Linked DNA regions of Capra hircus: region 1 is linked to region 2. A link is a contact called in public Hi-C data. All regions are on one chromosome and are shown on one strand. The core of a region is the stretch at or near the end of the contact, and the rest is flanking DNA. Distances in the headings are between cores, read along the strand shown. Region 1 holds the start of NCCRP1 (F-box only protein 50). Region 2 overlaps ACP7 (acid phosphatase type 7).

What was found. Hi-C and Micro-C count contacts between places; a contact is called where the count stands out from the background.
Region 1: a Hi-C map of liver shows a contact between it and region 2, with 5 times the contacts expected there. The contact joins the promoter of NCCRP1 here to the enhancer-like site in region 2. A contact is called at or near these places in 3 of 5 Hi-C or Micro-C datasets (blood and liver).

Annotation. Positions count from the first base shown.
Region 1 is chr18:49,799,660-49,803,775 of ARS1.2, reverse strand. NCCRP1 (F-box only protein 50) reads right to left here and starts at 2,803. Exons shown (of 6, transcript XM_018062383.1): 1 at 2,445-2,803; 2 at 1,445-1,507; 3 at 1,305-1,356; 4 at 392-487. The coding sequence starts at 2,736. LOC106503127 (a long non-coding RNA gene) reads left to right here and starts at 2,791. Exons shown (of 3, transcript XR_001919486.1): 1 at 2,791-3,078.
Region 2 is chr18:49,721,897-49,725,984 of ARS1.2, reverse strand. It overlaps ACP7 (acid phosphatase type 7), which reads right to left. Exons shown (of 13, transcript XM_018062379.1): 12 at 3,685-3,825; 13 at 589-2,014. The coding sequence ends at 1,949. Among named protein-coding and RNA genes, the nearest start is that of ACP7, 15 kb to the right of the region's middle. Within about 2 kb of position 1,499, at least 1 of the 5 cell types and tissues checked has an H3K27ac peak or open chromatin away from gene starts, as enhancers often do.

The DNA of each region.
Region 1 (4,116 bases), core at 1,554-4,053, 76 kb before region 2:
TAGGCATGGTCAGGGGTGCGATAGGGGACATTCGGGGTACGGGAGCATAATGCATCTGACCCAGCTTGGGAGTGGTCAGGGAAGGCTCCCCGTGGCCTGAGTTCAATTCCTGGTTGAGGAACTGAGATCCTTCAAGCTGTGAGACGCAGCCAAATAGAGGGGAGAGTCCATCTCAAGAAAAGAGGGTGACCAACATCCAAGGAAGAAAGAAGAGGCTCTGGGCTGGAATATTTCAAGAACAGAAAGATTCAGACCAAAAGGGCCAGAGAGATGGAAAGGGCTGGGTCCCCCAGTGGCAGGAGGGTCTCAGGGAGCATGGGGTGAGGCATGCGCTTTGGGGAGCCCACGTGGGCCACCTGGCTGGGCAGGTGGGCGGGGCGGAGGCACCTACCAGTCCATGACCGTGATACGCGGCTGCTCATCGTCCAGTAGCTCCTCCCACAAGCCTTCGGCCAAAAGGTCCACGCACTGCTGCTTCACCGTCCAGCTGTGAGAGAGGGCACGGGGGAGGGCTGCCATCTGCTGGCATTCTCCCAGGTCAACCGGGCCCCCAGAAGCGGGACACCCTGACCGTCGCACAAGGGCGCTGGCCTATGGGGGCTGATCAGCCACTCAGCACCTCACAGTCTCGACTCCTATGAGCTTCTCTGAGGGCGATGCATCCTGAACCCTGTGTTGCGGATGGGGAAACCGCGGTGCACGCAGGGAAGTGACTTATCAAGATCGAGCAGCAAAGAAGTGGCGGAGCTGAACCCAAGTGCCTGTGACCCGGAGCCCCTGAGTTGCGGCATCCCACCCACAATGCAGAAAGGGGGCCTGGTTTAAAGGCAGGCAGCTGGTGGCCTAGGTGACTCTCCTATTCCCACAGAAAGAGGCTGAGTATAGGAACAGTATTAACTGCTAGGCTTCCCTGGTGGTTCAAGCGGTAAAGAATCCGCCGGCAGTGCCGGAGACCCGGGCTGGATCCCTGGGTAGGGAAGATCCCCTGGAGAAGGGAATGGCAACCCACTCCAGTATTCCTGCCTGGAGCATTCCATGAACAGAGGAGCCTGGTGGGCTACCGTCCATGGGGTCGCAAAGAGTTGGACGCGAACTGAGTGACTAAGCACGGCATGGAACACCTACTATGAGCAAACTGGCCAGACCCTATGCCATGTGTTTTACGGGCATGCTCTTAGGATTCATGCTGTTTACAGAGCCGGAGACAAGGGCCCAGAGAGGTAAATAGAGCTTTTCCACGTCCCACAGCGAGGGAGGCCAGAAGAGGGAATCAAACGCAGGCCACGTGTGTCCCGGCCACTCACCTGAGGTTCTGCTGGAGTTTCTCAGTCCTGATGTGCCAGCCGCGGAAATTGCCTGGCGGGTGGAGGAGCAACAGATTAGAACTTGCCGCTTCTCCAGGGCCACCCCTTCCGCAGCATGGGGCTAGCCTCCGGGCGCTTACCCAGAGCCTCCAGGGGTTGCTGGGTGGGACCGGTAGGGGGCGCTGGCTCATAAATGTTGATGCCTGAAACGCGCAGGGAAGCGGAGCCTCAGGCGTGCAGAAGCTGCCCTCCTTCCTGCAGGCTCCCCACTCCCTGCCCGCTGGACTCGGCTGGAAGGACGGGAATCAATGCCCCGCCTGCCAGACCAGCCCAGCCAGGCAGCGGGGAGTGAGTCAGGGCCCAGGGAGAGCCCTGAGAATGTCCTGGGGTCAGAGGGCCAGTGCTCGGAGGGGGAGGGCGTTGCGGCGAGAGAGAGGAGGAACAAAGGGAGAAAGAGAGAGAGGAACCAGGAAAAAGAGAGAGAGTATGGGAGGAGGGAGATAGCTCCAGGAGATAGTGAAGGACAGGGAAGCCTGGCGTGCTGCAGTCCATGGGGTCGCAAAGAGTCGGAATGACTGAGCGACGGAACGGTAACATGGGAGGAGGGTCAGAGAGATACAGGGTGAGACAGACCCTGTGAGAGATAGAGACACAGATGTAGAAAGAGACAGAGATGCAAGTGAGACAAAGAGACACGCTGAGAAAAAAAGGGACCGAGAAGGAAGTGCTAGAATGCGCGGCTGCTCGGTCGCTCAGGCGTGTCAGATTCTTTGCGACCCCATGGATTGGAGCCCACTAGGCTCCTCTGTCCATGGGATTCTTCAGGCAAGAATACTGGAGTGGGTTGTCATGCCCTCCTCCAGGGGATCTTCCCGACCCAGGGATCGAACCTGTGTCTCTTACAGTGCAGGTGGATTCTTTACCGCTGTGCCACTGCGGGGGGAAGCCCCAGAGAAGGATGCAGAGGAATAAAAACGCAGAGGGAGACATTAAGAGACAGAGACCGAGAGCAGAGTAAGAGAAACAAGGAAGCAAAGAGAAGACGAGACCGACGGTCTAGGTGAGCGAGCCCGCGGGAAGGAGACGGAGGCGTGGTGGCCTCCCTGCTGCTCCAGCCTCGCGCAGACCACGGCCCCGCACCTTCGGGGTTGGGCGAGCGCAGTAGGTTGCGGTAGAGCGGCCGCCGCAGGAAGAGCAGCTTCCAGGTGAGGCGAGGGGGCAGCTCCAGGCTCCCTCTCGGCGGCGCCCACTCTTGCAGCAGCAGCTGCCGCGCGTGGGCCTCGGTTGGCGACTCGGGCGCAGGGAGCCCGGGGGTCTCAGGGGCCGCGGGCGAAGGCGGCGACGGAGGCGGGGGCGGCGACGCTGGCTCCTGGGGGCTCGCGGGTTCCTCCATCCCGCTGCCGAGCTCCGGTCCTTCCCGCACCTTCTCCATCGCTCGGGTCTGGGTGAGTGTCCCGGCTCTTCCGCAGGGTTCGGGGTGAACCCGGGGCGGGAGAGGGCGGAGCGCCTCGACTGGCTTTTAAGTAGAGGGGTGTGTTGGGGGAAGGATCCGGGCTCCCAGGCCCTCCTCCCTAGGGCTGGGGAGCCCAGGTCCCAGCCCCTCCTTCTCCCAGCCTGCAGAAGTCCGGGTCCCAGCCCAGCTGGGTTTCCCAAGCCTCCTGCTCCAGTTTCCCCAGACATCAGCCCTGGAGAGGGGTGTGACCAAGGCGCTAATGCCAGGGCTCGGCTTTCTAATGAGGCCCATCCACCTCGTTAACATCCCGCGTGGCTGGAGGTAAGCTTAATTAATGAAGCCCCCTGTCCCCCCGGCAACCTCCCCGTCAGCTGAGCATGCTGTAAGGGGTGGGGGTGGGAGGGGAGTCCCGCCTCTGATTGTTCCTCCTCTGCCCTCACTGGGACACAAACTTGGGACCTAATATTTCTTGTCCCGGAAGCATAGTGGGGTGGGGTGGGGGAGAGAGAGAGACCCAGAGAGACTCTGAGCTAGAGATGGGGAGTCACAGAGATGGGGGACCCGAGGGAGACACTGAGATAGTGTGAGAAAGGGTGCCTTGTATCTCTTCCTGGGGTTGGGCAGGCGGTGCCGGCTGGCCAAACCTCCTCCCTGGGAGGTCATAGGGAGTTTGGAGTCAGGGCTGGAGCGATGGCGGGGGCAGGAGGTCGGGGGTGTGGAGGCAGTGGGGTGGCAGATGAACCTGAAGGGCCAGATGCCCACGCCCACATCCTGCCCTTGCCACATCCCACAGCCTGCCCAGCTAAGCACAGGCTCAGTCCCACATAAGTTACCAGTAACAAGCGCTACAGTGAGCGCTTTCTGCTTGCTAGATGCTGTCCTAAGCTTTTACACGTTCATTTCATCCCCTAACAATGTAGGTGCTACTAATACGGCATTTTATATGTAAAGAAAAGATAATAGTGAATGATTATGGAGTTGCGCGCCAGCCACACACACCCCAGCATCCAGCTTGCACATCAAGCCTGAGTAGGGAGCTGTTGTTATCCCCATTTCACAGATGAAAAACCAGAGGGCTCCCTCACAGGCCTGGTCCCACACCACCCCAGATAACCCCATACGCTTCCCGCCCCAGATTCCCGCAAGATGCTGACAGACACATTCGGCAGACATATGGACTGGAGCTCACACCCAAATGATGATGCTCGTGTAATTAACGCCTGTGTGCTAGGCATTGTTCTAAATTCTTTAGGTGGAATAATTAATTTAATCTCCACATCTTCCATAGGAAATAGGTGCTATTCTTATATCCGTTTTGTAGACTTCTACTTTTGTAGAAGTCTCCATAACTGAGAGTAG
Region 2 (4,088 bases), core at 250-2,749:
ACGAGGTAACCAATCAGTCAATGAGCGAATAGCAGAATGCCAAGAGCTGGACATGAAGTAAGACAGGATGAGACAGTGTGACCGCGACCCCTTTAGCTGGGGTTGTCGGGGAAGGCCGACCCCTGGGGCTGAGCAGATGCAGCCCCGAATGAGCGGAGGGAGGGCACTCACAGGGTGAAGAGCCAGTGCACAGGGCCGGGGGCCGACAGTGAGAGAGAGCTTGGTGCTCAAGAAAGTGCAAGGAGGGAATTCCCTGGCCATCCAGGGGTTGAGACTCCATACTTCTACTGCCCAGGGTGTGGGTTCTATCCCTGGTCAGGGAACTAAGGCCTTCCCTGGTGGCTCAACAGTAAATAATCCACCTGCCAATACAGGAGATAGGGGTTCGATCCCTGGGTGGGGAAGATCCCCTGGAAAGAAAATGGCAACCCACTCCAGTATTCTTGCCTGGGAAATCCCATGGAGAGAGGAGCCTGGTGGACTAGTCCATGGGGTTGCAAAAGAGTCAGACACGACTTAGCGATTAAACAACAGGGAACTAAGATACCACATGCTGTGCAGCCAACAAGTAAAAGCTAAAATAAAGATAAATAAATAAATAGAGCCAAGATAAAAAAAAAAAACACCACTGCAAACAGCCTTGGGCAGAGTGGGTGCTGGGTGGGGAAAAGATCTGAGGAGGCTGAAACCGCACAACACAATGGACGAAGCGATGTGTCGTCAGCCTGCAGAGCTAGGAACTCACCGGCTTCACTCAGGAGAGCCCTCATCCTTGAGGCCGGAACCCAGCATTTGCCTAGGACCTCTGGAGTCAGGTCCTGCCCATCAGCAGCTCAGAACCCTCCTGTGGCTCCATGTCACTCAGGATAAAGGACAGAGACCGCCTCGTGACCCACAGTGTCCCATGGGATCTGCCGTTCTCACTTCTCTATTTTCATCCCTACTCTTCCTCTTACTCTGGCTCCATCACACTGGCCTCCCCAACTGATGCTCTGCTGTGTTTCTGCCCCAGGGCCTTTGCACTGGCTCTTCCTCTGCCTGGACCGCTCTGCCCATGTGACTCCTCCGTCCCCTTCCTGCCTTTGCGTGTGCTTGATCACCATTTGCCCTGTCATGTGTTTTTCTTATCTATTGTGCTTGCTGTCTGACACCCTGGATAGAATTTCACCTCCATGAGGGCAGACATCTCTGTGCTGTTCACAGCATGGAGAACAGGTCCCGGCACATAATAGGCGCTCAATAAATAACGATTGATTACACAAAAGGAAGAGGCAAAACAGAGGGAGGGGGAAAATTTTTAAAGGGAGGAAAACCGCAGGTCTGTGAGCTCCTAAGCTTGTCAGCTGTCCCAGCTGGCAGTTTGGAGTGTTAACACTTGCCCGCTTCCAGGATAACTTGGTGGCAGACTGGGAGACTGCGGCCCGGACCACACTGGCTAGCTTCCCTTGGGCTGTTGGAGCCAGGCCCCTGATTGGAACGGAGGGCCGGCCTGGAGGAGAAGGTCGCTGGCGCCACCTGCTGGACAGTGGTGTCATGACAGCTGCCCACCCTGCTGACTTTAGTTAAGGGCCTTTGCTAGGCGGGCAGAAGAGACAGCCCAGAGGGGCCATCACCAGCAGAAGTTCAGAGTCCAGGGAGGCACAGCCATAAGCCTCTTTATTCCCGAGGCCCTGTGGACACTCCACCCAGTTAGTGCTATGCAGGAAGGCAGGGTGGTGCCACCCACAACCTGTCTTGCTTCACTCTGCCTGTACATACAACTGCTCTCCCAACCCAGCAGGCTGGGACCCCCAGCTCTCTGGGAGGTGAGAGCTGCTCCACCTCTCTCGGGGCTGCATCCACCCTACATGGTGCCAAGGATGGCAGAGGAGTCGAGCCCCCCACCCCCGACTCCCCTCTAGGGCCTGGCAGCAAGGCCCTGGGTTCCTGATGAGAGCTGTCTTCATTCCTACAGGTACATCGTCCGGCCAAGCAGGGGTCTCACCACCCAGACGTCGTCCACAATCTTCCCATCCTGCAAGGGACCAAAAAAAAAAAAAGGAGGAGGAAATCAGGGCTGAAAGCCCAGATTCTGGGGCCAAGTGGCCGGGGTTCAAATCCGAGCTCTGTCGCTGATAAGCTGTGTGACTTTGAGCAAGTGGCTAGACCTCTTTGAGCCTCAGTTTTCCTCATCTGGAAAGAGAGGATGATAGAACTAGTACGCACATCATAGATACCGTGAGAATTAAGTGAGCTATTTGGAAAAGGCTTAAAAGGGAGCCTGGCCTATGGCAAGGACTGGGTAAATGTAGGCTGTTACTATTAGAGTACAAACCCCAGAGTGAGACAAAACTCACTTTATATGCCAGGAAAGCCACCCTCTGTGGCTTCCAGCACATGGTCCAACTCAGCCTGACTTCCATATTCTTTTGGGTTTGGGTTGGCCGGAAAGTTTGTTTGTGGTTTTCATTAAGACGTTTAGAAAAAGCCCAAATGAACTTTTTGGCCAACCCAATACAAAGTGGGGAGAACTGAATAGATAATACACACAAGTGCCTGACCCTGTATGGGCCACACAATAAATGGTAGCTATTTATCGTAAAAAGAATATGGTCTTTGTGGTCGTATCTCAGCTCCGCAACCTCTGGCTGTGCAACCCTGGGAAAGTTACTTGCCCTCTCTGAGTCTCTGTTCGCTTAGCTGTAAAATGGAAAGAAAATGTGCCCCATAGTATTATTGTAGTGATTAAAGGGACTAAATATAAGGCATTGAGCTCAGGGTTTTGTGCACAATAGGTGTTCAATCAATCATAGTTATTAGTGCTATTTTAAAACTACAATGGCAAAAATACAGAAAGGTGAGCCATGATTATATGGGTCCATCTAAGCTTAAGCCACTGTTTCCCCATCTATTTCCCATGAAGTGATGGGACCGGATGCCATGATCTTTGTTTTCTGAATGTAACAGAGGATGAGATGGCTGGATGGCATCACTGACTCGATGGACGTGAGTCTGAGTGAACTCCGGGAGTTGGTGATGGACAGGGAGGCCTGGCGTGCTGCGACTCATGGGGTCACCAAGAGTCGGACACGACTGAGCGACTGAACTGAACTGAACTGAACTGAACTGAAGCTTAAGCCATGGGGCTTCCTAGATGGCACAAGTGGTAGAGTTTTCACTTGCTAATGCAGTTTTCACTTGCTAATGCAGAAGGCACAAGAAACTCGGGTTTGATCCCTGGGTCGGGAAGGTTCCCTGAGATAGGAAATGGCAACCCACTCCAGTATCCTTGCCTGGGAAACCCCATGGGAAGAGGAGCCTGGCGGGCTACAGTCCGTGGGGCTGCACACACATCATATTGGTTTCCCTCTGCCTGCCTCCCACCACCTACTTTTTCCTTCCCCTGCTTCATATTGATAAATCCCTTTAGAACTGACCATGTTTTAGAAACCATTCTGAGCACTTTCTATATAATAAGTCATTCAACCCTCATTCAATCCTCTGGGGCAGAAACGATTAACATCCCCATTTTGCAGATGGGAAAACTGTGGCTCAGAGTTGCTTGAGGTTATCCAGCTGGTAAGCAGCAGAGGCAAGATTTGAATGCAGGATCTCCAGCTCTCAAGCCCACTTTTTAAACCACTTGACTCCAGAACACACCGGGCCTGCTTTTACAGGCAGGTGATCGGGCCACTGCTCACTGACCTGGTCATCAGACACCTGCTGGATGTGGACATGGGTCCCATTGAGAATATGCAGCCGTGTGTACCCGTACTCTTTCACACGCAGGGCGCTCCAGGGCCGCGGGAAGAGGGTGAAGGGGGTGAGCAGCTCCTCACAGCCCTGCTGGAAAGAGTCTTTTAGCCCCAGGGCTGGGGCAGGTGAAGTACCCACCAGGGAGCAGAAAAGACCTGCCAGGTGGGATCCTGCCACCCCCAGGGAAGACAAAGCTGGTTAAGACTTGACCTTGGTAACACACACAACTGAGGGTTTTGACCCAGCCAGGCTTTCTGTGCCCCGAGTCTTGGACTTAGACAACAGTGTGTGGTTGAACAAGACTGTCCACTGAAGCATTTTCTGTAAAAGCTCTGAGCTGGAAGTCAGCCAAA